Linked DNA regions of Sus scrofa: region 1 is linked to region 2. The links are chromatin contacts, called in public Hi-C maps. All regions are on one chromosome and are shown on one strand. The core of a region is the stretch at or near the end of the contact, and the rest is flanking DNA. Distances in the headings are between cores, read along the strand shown.

Region 1 (6,243 bases), core at 867-3,366, 41 kb before region 2:
CTGAAGGTTCGTGGCAACCCTGTGTTGTCAGATGATAGTTTTTTTTCCCCAAAAACTATATATATATGGCTGCACTTGTGGCATATGAAAGTTCCCAGGCCAGGGATTGAATCCAAGCCACAGCTGCAACCGATGCCACAGCTGTGGCAACGCCAGGTCCTTTAACCCCCTGTGCTGGGCCGGGGATCTAACGTGAGCCTCCACAGAGGCTCTGCAGTTGGATTCTTAACCCAATGCACCACAGTGGGAACTCCAATAAAAGTATTTTTAAATTAAGGCACATACATTTTTTTAGACATAATACTCTTGCACACTTAAGAGACTACAGTATAGTGTAAACATAAGTCTTATATGCACTAGGAAACAAATTTGTATAGCTCAGTTCATTGCAATATTTGCTTTATTGCAGTGGTCTAGAAATGAACCCGCAATATCTCTGAGGAAGGTATGCCTCTGTGTGTGTGTGTGTGTGTGTGTGTGTATGTGTGTCCGTGTGTCTAATTTGTATAAACCTAGCTGATACTGAGCAGAGGCAGAACCAGAGTTCATGTCTCTAGGCCTTTGGTTCAGACTCCCCTGGCCCGACCTGTGTGCCTTAGTCTCCATGTCAGAAAGATTGGACCTGCAGCGCCACTGAGCTGAAGGCTCCTGGAGATCACGGGCACGAGTGAATACTGATCTTGAGAGAGACATGGTCCCAAAGATTGACTGAGCTGCCTAAGTCATAAACCTCTTCAGCTTCCTCTGACAGACTAGAGCCCTTAGCCATTTTCTGCAACGCATTAAACTGAATTATGTACATGTCTTACCTTCTGGACTAGTCTCAATACACACATAAGAAAGACTATGCTTCACTGTGTATCTCCTACATTGCCTTGCAAATACCAAAGTCCTATGAAATGCTTGTTAAATGAAGGAATAAAAGAATAAAAGGAGTGGAATTCCTTTTCTTTCTTTCTTTCTTTTTTTTTTTTTTTGGTCTTTTTAGGGCCAAATCTGTGGCATATGGAAGTTCCCAGGCTAGGGGTCAAATCAGAGCTGCAGCTGCAAACCTACACCACAGCCACAGCAATGTGGGTTCTGAGCTTCAACTGCGACCTACACCACAGCTCACAGCAATGCTGGATCCTTAACACGTTGAGTGAGGCCAGGGATTGAACCCGCATCCTCATGGATCCCAGTCGGGTTCGTTACCACTGAGCCATGATGGGAACTCTGAATTCCTACTTTTTTTATAGACCAACCCCTATCACACCCAGCTTCCTGAGGCCCCAGAAAGGGTCCACTCTCTTTCTAGGCAAATAACCCCTCCTTTTCCCACCTCAGACAAGACCTTCTAAGAAATGTCAATTTTGTACTGACTTTTCATTGTTGATTCCACATGCACACCTTTTCGAAAATAGCCATAATCAATATTACCATCAAATTTACCAGAACTCTCTATGTGTAAGGTGCTGAAAGCGAAGAGAAAGATGAAAGACTTACTTTCTTAGGGAACCTAAATCCCTGAAAACATGTCCTATGCTAGCATTCATTTCTCACTCTGATCTTTATGGATGCAATACGAAAATGAGTGCCAAGGTCATAAATCTTGGGAATCCTGGCTTAAATAGCTTTTTGCCTTTTTAACTGCCAGTCCTTATAAGACTCCTAATCTGCTAATAGACATCTTGGCTCCCAAAAAGTAGGGAGAGGAATATGGAGAACTTCCAAAATTTATCTGACCAACAAACCCCGTCTTTCGTAAACACTTTTGGGATTAATGTTGCTTGGGAAATATTCCCTCAGGCATGTTTTCTTTTTTCTGACTGGCACTGGTGGGGGCCTGAGAAAACAGAGGAAAACGCAGGCTAGAAAGAAGACTACAATAACCAGAAATTTTTTTCCCCCAAATGCCACGAATGGGAATACATTCTCATGCATACCTCCCCCGCACAAAAGGGCACATCATCCCACAACACTGAGTCCAACAGGAGAAATAAAATGAAATCACTTGTACATCTTGCCAAAACCGCAAGTGCTCCGTGCCAAGTCTCAGGTCTGGGCCTCTACCCCCTTGGAACAGGGCAGTACAGAGAGGAAGTACATCAGTTCGAGAAGGGCAAGGGCAAAGAGCTTCTTGCCAGATGGGCTGTTAATGGAGTGCATCCACTCTGTGTACCCAGGGACCAGAGAGACACAGCCCAGCCCCTCTCTTGGATGGAACTCCATCAGTGATGGCTCCTGCGATCTTGATGGCAGAGATGTGATGAGGGCTTGTGGTGGGAGGGCGGGTGGACCAGGACCCACCAGATTCTCGGCACAGTCTTCCCAAAATTTGGGCATCAGAAAAAAAATTTTTTTGGCCATGCACAAGGCATGTAGAAGTTCCAAGGCCAGGGATGGAACCGACACCACGGCAGTGACAACACCAGATCCTTGACCCGCTGAGCCACCAGAAAATTTCAGAAAAAAATTTTTTTAATCTACAGATGAGGGGAAAATCATGGATGCTCAGGACTTCATTAGTGGGTGCCCAAATAATTATGTAGATTAGTGAGTAACTGTACCAACGTCTGGGCCCCAGGGTATACATTCATCACCAGGCCAAGAAGCTTGAACCAATGGTGACTTCTTCCCATGTGTCTAGAGCCTGATGGTTTTTTTTCGGAGACGTTTATCTGCTGGATACGGCTGTGGAAACTAGGCCACTGGGTACTTTGGCAAACACACAAAATTAAATCTCAGCCTGAGGTTCACTGTGTACCATTCGAGTCTGACAAATTACATGAGAGCTATGGGAATGAAAGGAAATGGACTAATAGTTCTGTAATTGTTTTGTTTGAAAAACCTGACAGGAGAAAAGTCTTTTAAATGAAAAGGACTCAGTTCAACAGCTTTTGGGATCAAAGTGCTCATTACATTTAACTCTAATTAACACTGTGATTTTCTGTGATTTCACCTGGAATTTTCTTCTTCCAGTTAACATTAAACCCAAGCACAAGGCAAAAACATAAAATAAAATGAAGTGCTATGAAAACAATACTGGGCTGTTCAAATATAAAGTATCTCTCCCAAGACTAAACCAAGATGAAATAGAAAAGATGAATGGACCAATCACGAGAACTGAAATTGAAACTGTGATTAAAAAACTTCCAACAAACAAAAGTCCAGGACCAGATGGCTTCACAGGCGAATTCTATCAAACATTTAGAGAAGAGCTAACACCTATCCTTCTGAAACTATTTCAAAAAATTGCAGAGGAAGGTATACTCCCAAACTCATTCTATGAGGCCACCATCACCCTGATACCAAAACCAGACAAAGATACCACAAAAAAGAAAACTACAGGCCAATTTCACTGATGAATATTGATGCAAAAATCCTCAACAAAATACTAGCAAACCGCATCCAACAATACATTAAAAGGATTGTACATCATGATCAACTGGGATTTATCCCGGGATGCAAGGGTTCTTCAATATCTGCAAATGCATCAGTGTGATACACCACATTAACAAACTGAAAAATAAAAACCATATGATCCTCTCAGTAGATGCAGAAAAAGCCTTTGAAAAAACCCAATACCCATTTTTGATAAAAACCCTTCAGAAAGTGGGCATAGCGGGAACCTACCTCAACATAATAAAGGCCATATATGACAACAACATATATGGCCACAGCGAACATCATTCTCAATGGTGAAAAGCTGAAAGAACTCCCACTGAGATCAGGAACAAGACAAGGTTGTCCACTCTCACCACTACTCTTCAACATAGTTCTGGAAGTCCTAGCCACAGTGATCAGAGAAGTAAAAGAAATAAAAGGAATCCAAATTGGAAAGGAAGAAGTAAAACTATCACTATTTGCAGATGACATGATACTATACATAGAGAATCCTAAAGACTCTACCAGAAAACTGTTAGAACTCATCCATGAATTTGGCAAAGTCTCAGGATACAAAATTAATATGCAGAAATCGATGGCATTTCTATACACTAACAATGAAAGAGCAGAGAGAGAAATTAGGGAAGCAATCCCATTTACCATTGCATCCAGAAGAATAAAATACCTAGGAGTAAACCTACCTAAAGAGACAAAAGACCTGTACTCTGAAAACTATAAGACACTGATAAAAGAAATCAAAGATGACACAAATAGATGGAAAGATACACCATGCTCATGGATTGGAAAAATTAATATTTTCAAAATGACTATATTACCTAAGGCAATATACAGATTCAATGCAATCCCTATCAAATTACCAAGGACATTTTTCACAGAACTTGAACAAAATATTTCAAAATTTGTGTGGAAGCACAACAGACCCAGAATAGCCAAAGACATCCTGAAAAAGAAAAATGGAGCTGGAGGAATCAGGCTCCCAGACTTCAGACTATACTACAAAGCAACAGTCATCAAAACTGTATGGTATTGGCACAAAGACAGAAATATAGATCAGTGGAACAGGATAGAAAGCCCAGAATTAAACCCACACACCTACAGCCAACTCATCTATGACAAAGGAGGAAAGAATATACAATGGAGAAAGGACAGCTTGTTCAATAAGTGGTGCCAGGAAAACTGGACAGCCACATGGAAAAGAATGAAATTAGAACACTCCCTAACACCACACACAAAAATAAACTCCAAATGGATGAAAGACCTAGATACAAGACTAGACACTATAAAACTCTTAGAGGAAAACACAGGCCAAATACTCTCTGACATAAACGACAGCAACATCTTCTCAGATCCACCTCTCAGAGTATTGACAGTAAAAACAAAAATAAACAAATGGGACCTAATCAAACTTCAAAGTTTCTGCACTGCAAAGGAAACCCTAAACAAACAAAAAGACAACCCACAGAATGGGAGAAAATCTTTGCAAATCAACTGACAAGGGATTCATCTCCAAAATTTATAAACACCTTCTGCAGCTCATACCAAAAAAACAAACAACCCCATCAAAAAATGGTCAAAAGATCTAAACAGACGATTCTCCATAGAAGACATACAGATGGCCAAAAAACACATGAAAAGATGTTCAACATCACTCATTATTAGAGAAATGCAAATCAAAACCATTCTGAGGTACCACCTTACACCAGCCAGAATGGCCATCATCAAAAAGTCTACAAACAATAAGAGCTGGAGAGGGTGTGGAGAAAAAGGAACTCCAGTACACTGTTGGTGGGATTGTAAATTGGTGCAACCACTGTGGAAAATAGTATGGAGATTCCTCAGAAAACTAAACATAGAACTACCATTTGATACAGCAATCCCACTCCTGTGCATCTATCCAGAGAAAACCACGACTCGCAAAGACACAGGTACTCCAATGTTCACTGCAGCACTGTTTGCAATAGCCAAGACATGGAAACAACCTCAATGTCCATCGACAGGGGCGTGGACCAAGAAGATGTGGTACATATACACAATGGAATATTACTCAGCCATTAAAAGGAACGAAATACTGGCATTTTTAGCAACATGGATGGACCTAGAAATTATCATACTAAGTGAAGTCAGCCATACAATGAGACACCAACATCAAATGCTTTCACTGACATGTGGAATCTGAAAAAAGGACAGACTGAACTTCTTTGCAGAACAGATGCTGACTCACAGACATTGAAAAACTTATGGTCTCCAGAGGAGACAGTTTGGGGTGGGGAGATGTGCTTGGGTTATGGGATAGAAATCCTGTGAAATTGGATTGTTATGATCATTATACAACTACAGAGTGATAAATTCATTTGAGTAATTAAAAAAACAAATATAAAGTATCAACATTATCATCATTTGTCTCTTTTCAGTTTCAAGTTCTGTGTTTGCTAAGGTTAATTATCAACTAGGCTTTCACATCTGTTTTTGGGTTTTTTTGGGTTTTTGGTTGGGTTTTTTGTTTTTTTGTTTTTTTGGGCCGCACACGCAGCATATGTAGGTTCCCAGGCTAGGGGTCAAATTGGAGCTACAGCTGCTGGCCTACACCACAGCTCACAGCAACACAGGATCCTTAACCCACTGAGGAAGGCCAGGGATCAAACCTGCAACCTCATGGTTCTTATTTCACATCTGTTTTGTCTGTCCCTCTCTCACTCACTTCTATAGGACCTTGAACCAAATACTTGCATTCTGACAACTTTCTCCTATCTTGAAAGTAAGGTAACCATCTTTTACTAAAATTCTGAGATCCATTCAGTTTTCAAAAGGTATTCATGGAGTTCCTGTCATGGCTGAGCAGTAACGAACCCGACTAGT
Region 2 (7,251 bases), core at 4,193-6,692:
ACTGTGGTATGTTGTGGACTTGCTGGCAGGATTCAGACCATGAGTCAACCTTCTTGCGAAACGGCTTTTCTGTCTCAGATGATGAGATTCAAACCCTGCTGCTCTTACCCAGCACGGCATTCTGGCCGGCTGTGCTCTTGGTTCTTTTAGGGGAGCTCAGCTCAGATCCCGCGTTGCTGTGGCTGTGGTGTAGGCCGGCGGCTGTAGCTCCGATTTGACCCCTAGCCTGGGAACCTCCATATGCTGTGGGTGCAGCCCAAAAAGACAAACACACACACACAGGTGGCAAAAGTCTAATCCCCCAGGACTAGCCAGTGAGTGTTTTATAAGTGTTGTCCCCGTGCTAGTGCTGAGTGTTGGGCAGATGTGGCATGCTGCTGGGGTGATCTCAGTCACTTCCAGGATCTCCTGGCTAGAGGCACTGGAGGCAGCTGTTTTCCCTTCCTGGGAACTCCTGTCATGGGTTTAAATTAAACCACTGCTCACACATAACTGAGGGCCTCCTGACTCTGCATCTGTACTCCTCTTGGTCCCTCCTGTTCCTTTTGCTTTTTTATTTTCCACCCTCTTTATCTCTACCTGTTAAAATCCTACTTATCTCTCAAGGTCTGGGCATTTTGGGTTCAGATTCATAATATTAACATTTCTCTCATTGTATGAATGTCCATGATCTTCTCACTTGATTGCTTCCTGCAAGAGGATGGGGCACCTTGTGGGCAGGGACACTGCTTAACTGCTCTTGATATACCTCTTTCCCCGTGATTTAGCAACTGCCTGGCATATGGCAGGCATATGCCAGCCTGGGCACCAAAGCCCCTTCTGCCTATAATGAGTTGCATTGAGGGGTACAGCGTTCTCTTTCCCTGGATGCGTTCAGAGCTACAGCCAGATAATTACCAAGGAGATGTGGTCTTGAGGATTAAAATCTTTCAGTGATTGGACTAGACTGTATTTTAAAAACTCCTTTGGCCCGAGACTCTGAATTATACATTGTCCATTGGAGGTGGGCTTTTTTTTGCCCCTCTCCCTAAAGAGAGCTGATTCAGAAGTTCTCAGGAGCAGATTTTAAAACCCTCCACCACTGGGTTTTGGACATTTGCTGTATTGGTATCAGCTCATGAGTAAGAACGAGGCAGGTAAAATCATGAGACTCAACTGCTATACTTAAAAGAACATCAAGAAATATAGACACAAAGTAAGTTCAAGTTGTCGGATATAGCATACAAGCTCTACAAGAAGGGAGGGAAATCAAGAGAGCCAGAGCATCAGGAAAAGATTCAGAGAGAACTTTTTTTTTTTTTTTTTTTTGGCCACACCTGCGGCGTGTGCAAGTTCCAGGGCCAGGGCTGGAACCTGAGCCACAGCAGTGACAACTCCTAGATCCTTAACCCGCTGAGCCACCAAGGAACCCCAAGAGGCACTTCTGTGTTAAGAAAGAAAAACAGGGAAGGAATGGAGGGACGAAATAAACTTGATGCAGCACAGTGGACAAAAGAGCAGTGTGCCTACAGCCATGTTAGGGACGGTAGGAAGTGCTACTTGTCCAACAAAGTGAGGATAGATACGTGGTGGGGGGCGGGGAGGGAGCTTGAGAGGCTGGCAAATGACCATTGAGCATCCTGAGCAGAACAAAGTGATCAAAACAATGTTTAAAAAAATCAAGTCTGGAGTTCCCGTCCTGGCTCAGTGATTAACGAATCCGGCTAGGAACCATGAGGTTGTGGGTTCGATCCCTGGCCTCACTCAGTGGGTTGAGGATCTGGCGTTGCCGGGAGCTGTGGTATAGGTCACAGACGAGGCTCGGGTCTGGCGATCTGGCGTGGCTGTGGCTGTGGCGTAGGCCGGCGGCTACATCTCCGATTCGACCCCAAGCCTGGGAACCTCCATATGCCGTGGGAGGGGCCCTAGAAAAGACAAAAGACAGAAAAAAAAAATCAAGTCTGGGAGAACACTGCAGGGTGGACATAAAGGGCCACTGGGAAGATGGTCATAACCTGGCGAGCTGAAGGGGTGAAGGGACTGTTCTGGGGTGGGGGAGACACCGGAAAACAGAGAGAGGGAACAGCCCAAAGGGAAGGTTAGAAGGATCTACTGACTGGTTGTAGAAGATTAAACAAAAGGATGTGTCAAAAATGATGGAAACGGTGGTGGTGCCAAGAACAGAGTCAAGGAAGTGAGGCAAAGAAGCTGGGTTGGAGGGCAAGGAGCCTTTCCAAATGTTGAATATGAAGTAAGAATAAGACATTCGAGTGTGAAATAACCGAGAGCAGATAAGCTACAAGACAGATGTTCAGAGGACGTATTATAGGAGTCAAACTAGAGACTTAAGAATTTTCTATAAATAAGAGAAAGGTGAAGTCCTAGAATGAAAAAGAGGGAGAGAGTGCATAAGAAAACCCCAAAGTGATGAATAGCTGAGCCCGAGGCCATTTCAAAACTAGAAGTTCCCAGGAATATGGGCACAATGAAAGGAACAGAAAAGGAGCAACCAGTGTGGAATAAAAATTCAGGATCCAATAGTGTCACAGGAAGCACAAAAGAAGTTTCAAAAAGGACTTGAAATGGATGATGGATGATGGATGATGGATAAGGGCCAGGGCATGTTGAAGATACCTTTACAAATGAGTAGGGGGTTTTCGCATCTGAAGTATTAATGGAGTACATAAAATTATTTAATTGGTGAGCGGGCAGAAAAGGGCTGTAAAATATGGCTCTGTTTTACAATTTTTAATGACAAAAGAGAGATAAAGGAAGATGCTGCTATTCTTTGTGCAGAGATAGTTATAAAAAAATGAAAGATAAGTGTTAAATGTGCCTTGTTTTTGAGGAAGGTCATTCTGAATGTGTACTCTTCTGGGAACTATTTTGTTGTATAATATAAGTAACATTGCAGATGCTAAGCACTGGCCATATCTTATAAGTATACGGGTAACATATTAAAATGTGCAAATCCTGACAAAAGTTCTAAGAGATCTCCAAAAGTATTTAAAACTGATATGGGGACTATTAAGTAACTCCTGGGGTACTGTCAAGCACACACAAAGCTGCTGTCTTTCTGAGTCCTCAAGAACCCTTGGGAAGCAATGCCTCTCACCTGCTTCTGAAACGCCAGTCTGTGTACCAGGGCTGATCCTGAACCAGATTTGCATCTACTTTTAATTGTGAACCATCTGGCAAGACATCATGGCCAGAAAGCAGTGGTTCTGGTCACTTTGGGTGTTCAAATCAAATCTGACTGATAAGAGATGGTATTAAAGGAATCCCAGGGCCTTTTCCACTGTCGCTGAAGAAGTAGAAGCTGAGTTCTGGACTAGGAGTGTGAACTACTGTGCAAAAAATGCTCCCTTCCTCCCCCCACATGGAAATGAACAATCAATAGTGAATAGTGATCATGGAAAGATCCAGGTTTTGAGGGGCCTGAAGCCTATGTAATTTGGGTGCCCTCTTTAAGAAGAATGCCAATTTACAAATGCAAGATTCAGTATGAAACCGGTTATCTATTTAGAATGAGAACCGGAAGGGCCCTGGAGCTGTCAGGCCACAGAGCATCAAGACCATCAGCTACATGGTAAATCCAGCTCTGCTCACAACCAACTACTTGGAGTAAAGTGTGGAAAGGGAGAAAGAGCCAGTGATAAGGCAGAGGAAAAATATAAAGACAAAATGCTCCTTAAGGAATAGTGACAAGAATAAAATCCCAGAAAGAACCCCGAATTGTGAAATACGGATGGTATGGAGATGGGAAAGAGGCAGAACTCCCAATCAATTGACACAAGACATTATCATCGTATTTCTTTTCCAGTGATGAAGAGTCATGCTGCTTCTAGGAGGCTTGCATACCAGAACCAGTCTTTTAGAAACACCAGTCCACTTCATTGCAGGCACTCAACAAGTGTTTGGTGAACAAATCGAATAAGCTAATGAATGAAAGGAGGGAAACGAGAGAAATACTTCTTTTTCCTCCTCTCTACCAGCACCTGCTTTTCTGATGCTCCGACGACATACCTGCATGGTTTTGCTCTAAGTGGCTGGAGTTGTCAAAGCAACAGCTCCTGCCAATCTCTTCTCTGGTGATTAAGACTGTTAGCCTGAATGGGCCAAGTCAAAAGCTTTCTCCACCCAAATTACTCTGTAAGCATGTTCAGAGTCTCCTCAAAAGACTTCTCCATAAAAATGGCTACTTTGGGGCACCCTCCTTACTCCCTCTCACCTGCTTTCTCCCTTTCTAAATCAGATCCTGCCAGTGCATTTCAGAATTGCTTAACATTCTTCCAGGTCGTGGACAGATGAGTGTGGGACTCTAGCTGGAGCTGAAACACAGTTCCTCACTTTAAGCCATTTTACCAATTATGACAACAAACCTAAGTGACAATTTAATATATGAGTCATGATGAGGTTTCCAGGAAGATCCGAGAGAAGCCTCAGGCAGCATTCAATTGGTCAGCTACACACCCAAACCAGGACGGGGTGGGGGGAAACAAGGTGGCCAGCTGGCTCATCACAGGACAAGATTCAGGCGGTGGAGAAGGAGATGAAAAGGGCATTCCCTTACCTGCCCTCAGCCGGTTTCACAGAGGGATTCTCTCCGGGCAATAAAAAGCCCTACACTTTCTGCAAGTTCCAAAAACCAACCAACCAACCAACCAAAAAAACAAAACAAAACAAAACAAAAAAAAACACCCAGGCAAGGGGTAGGTTGAAACTAAGAGCCCCCCCCCTTAAACCTTTTCCTAAATGATTCCTCTCCTTTCCAGTTACCAAATTTTCTAAGGAAAACAGGTGTAAGAAGATCGGGACTTGAGTTAACACTATGACTACCTCCATACTACAAAAATCTGTATAGTGACTGTCTGTTTAGGGCAAAGGAGGAGAAATCAAGCAAAGCAACTGCCTCAGGAATCGGAGTGGGGGTCTTAAAGGGGAGAAAATCATTGTCCCTTCCCAGGTAGGTGATCCGACCTCTGGACAGTTACCTCAGTTTCTAGGTTTTGCGAAACTGGGACGCACAGAGTACCCACCTCGCAGGACTGCTGAGGATTGAGAAAATCCACGTAAACCGCTAAATACGACTGCACGGCAAGAGCTAGTTAAATGTTAGTATTTCATAGTAGTAGTAAAATGACTGTTCCTGCCTCCCCCCGGTTCACACCGCCAGCGAAATCGGCTCAACCCCACTCCCTCCTGGCAGGATCCGGGGCCCGGCCACGGTGGCACTCTCGCGTGCACAAGAGAGGACCCCCCCAAAAATAAACCCGCCACCCTGCGACTGCAGGTCCCCCACCCCGGGCCGGCCAGGGTCCCTCGGGGCTATCGATGCAGTCCACACTGACCTGAGATGCCGCCTCCTATCACGACTACGTCGACCATGTGGCCCGCGTTGTTCGCCTTCTCCTGACGCTCCATGCTCTGGCCGAGGCTCTCCCGGGGCGTGGGGATAGGAGTGGGGCTGGCCAAGGGCGGAGCGGACTTTTCTACCGACTCTCGGGGGGAGCCCGAGGGCGGAGCCGATTCTTCCATCGATACCCGGGTGGAGTCGGGCGCTGAGGGCGGAGCGGGCCCTGGTACTGGTACTCCCGGAGAACCCGGGGGCGGAGCCCATCCTTCCACCGCTGTTAGGGGGTAACTTAACCCTAAGAGCTGGGTGGACTCTTGGGTCGACACTTGGGAGTTCATGGGTGTTAGAGGTCCTGGTATCGAACTCCGGGGCGTGCTGAGCACTGAGGGCGGGGGAGACCCTTGGATCGACACTATGGAGGAGTCGGAGAGCGGGACAGATGCCTGCACCGAACTCCCGGAGAGGCCGAACACCAAGGGCGGGGCAGACCCTCTTACCACCTCATGGGACGGTTCCAAGAGCGGGGTGGATCTTTGTTCAGATAGTCGGTGGGAGTCGGGTACTGAGGCCTGGCTGGACTGTTGTACTGACAGTCGGGGGGAGTTATAAGGTGTGGGGGGTACCTGCACCGAACCCCAGGGGGAGCCCTGTACTGAGAGCAAGGATAACCCAAGTACTGACGCTTCGGGAGTGTTAGTGGGTGGTGGAGGTGCTGGTACCGATATTCTGAGGAAACCGGGCATCGAGGGCGAGATGGATCCTTGTACTGGCCCTCGTAGGAAGTTATTGGGTCTAAGAGTTTCTGGGACTGATTCCCCAGGGGAGGCGGACACGGAGGGTGGGGTGGGCTCTTGGGGGGACAACTGGGGGGAGGCTGAGGGCGGGACAGATCCCTGTACAGATTCTGGGGGGTTGCTGGTGTTCAGGTTAGAGGCTGGGGCGGCCCCATCTGAGGTGGTCGAGCGGGGGTCAGACATGGGGATCCGGTTGCTCAGGCCGCGGGCGCCAAAGCCCCAGAGGCCAATCTTGATGTCCTTGTCAGTTATCGGGCCAGGACTGGAGCCGAGTCGCGAGGGCGCGCTGAAGCTTCGGGAGTGTGTTACGTCTGGTGAGGACGCGTTCGACGGGGAGCTGGAAAACGGACGGGAGGCAGTCCGCCACTCAGAATGGATGCTCCACGCGGATGTGGAGGACGTGGCCGCGCCCAAGGTGGAAGCCGGGTCGGAGATCCGGGCGGTTACCGGGTCCTGGGCTCTGGACGCGCGCTCTCCCTGCCGCCCGCTCCCGCCGCCGCCAGTGGAAGCCTCTGAGTAGGGAGCGCTCATTGTTCTGGAGCGCGCGGGTGGAGGGCGGGGCTGAGGGCGAGGTTCTGGTCTCCTCCGCCCCTCCCTCACAGGCGCGCTCCTCAGCCGCCCAAGTGGTGCCTGATCCGCCCTCTCGGAGGCCCGCCGCCGGAGCCAGGCTCACTCGGGGGCGGGGAAACGAGGGCTCCGCCTTCCCCGTCTGTACCGGGCGCGCGCGCGCGCGGGAAGCCCTCCCTCCTGGTGTGGCCCGGCAACGCCTCTAAAGTGGGGGGGTGTGGCCAGAGAGCGTGGGCGTGGCCACGTGGGGCTTTCAACCTGGTGCTTTCATTGTTACGCTGAAAGGCGGGGGGTAACTGGGCTGGTGCCCGGGGGGAGGGGCTGGTGCTTAGAGCAGCGCGTACTGAAGGAAGCGGACCTGGAAGGTGTGATGGCAGGGCCCCCCCCAACCTGGTCTTGCTCCTTTGTGACGTCACAAGTGGCCGTTGAGGTCTGCGCAGTCGCGTCTCGCGAGGGGGCGGGGTGAAGTGGGCACTGTGCCCAGAGGGGCACTTGGCGGTTATTTGTTCTCCGATGGGGGTTTTTTTCAAGCTGATGTTGTTGTTGTTGTTGTTT

The links. A called contact is a pair of places that touch in the nucleus more often than the background predicts.
Region 1: a contact with region 2 is called in a Hi-C map of subcutaneous adipose tissue, with 1.9 times the contacts expected there. The contact joins the enhancer-like site here to the promoter of MAOA in region 2. A contact is called at or near these places in 1 of 5 promoter capture datasets (liver), 7 of 47 Hi-C or Micro-C datasets (heart right ventricle, liver, omental adipose tissue and 3 more) and 1 of 2 datasets of contacts at active chromatin or transcription factors (skeletal muscle).

What each region holds. Positions count from the first base shown.
Region 1 is chrX:38,967,399-38,973,641 of Sscrofa11.1, reverse strand. The region is part of intron 3 of MAOA (monoamine oxidase A); the gene reads right to left. Among named protein-coding and RNA genes, the nearest start is that of MAOA, 40 kb to the right of the region's middle. Within about 2 kb of position 2,116, at least 7 of the 83 cell types and tissues checked have an H3K27ac peak or open chromatin away from gene starts, as enhancers often do. A contact at or near this core is called in retroperitoneal adipose tissue and subcutaneous adipose tissue, where this site is marked.
Region 2 is chrX:38,928,646-38,935,896 of Sscrofa11.1, reverse strand. MAOA (monoamine oxidase A) reads right to left here and starts at 5,442. Exons shown (of 15, transcript NM_001001640.1): 1 at 5,331-5,442. The coding sequence starts at 5,403.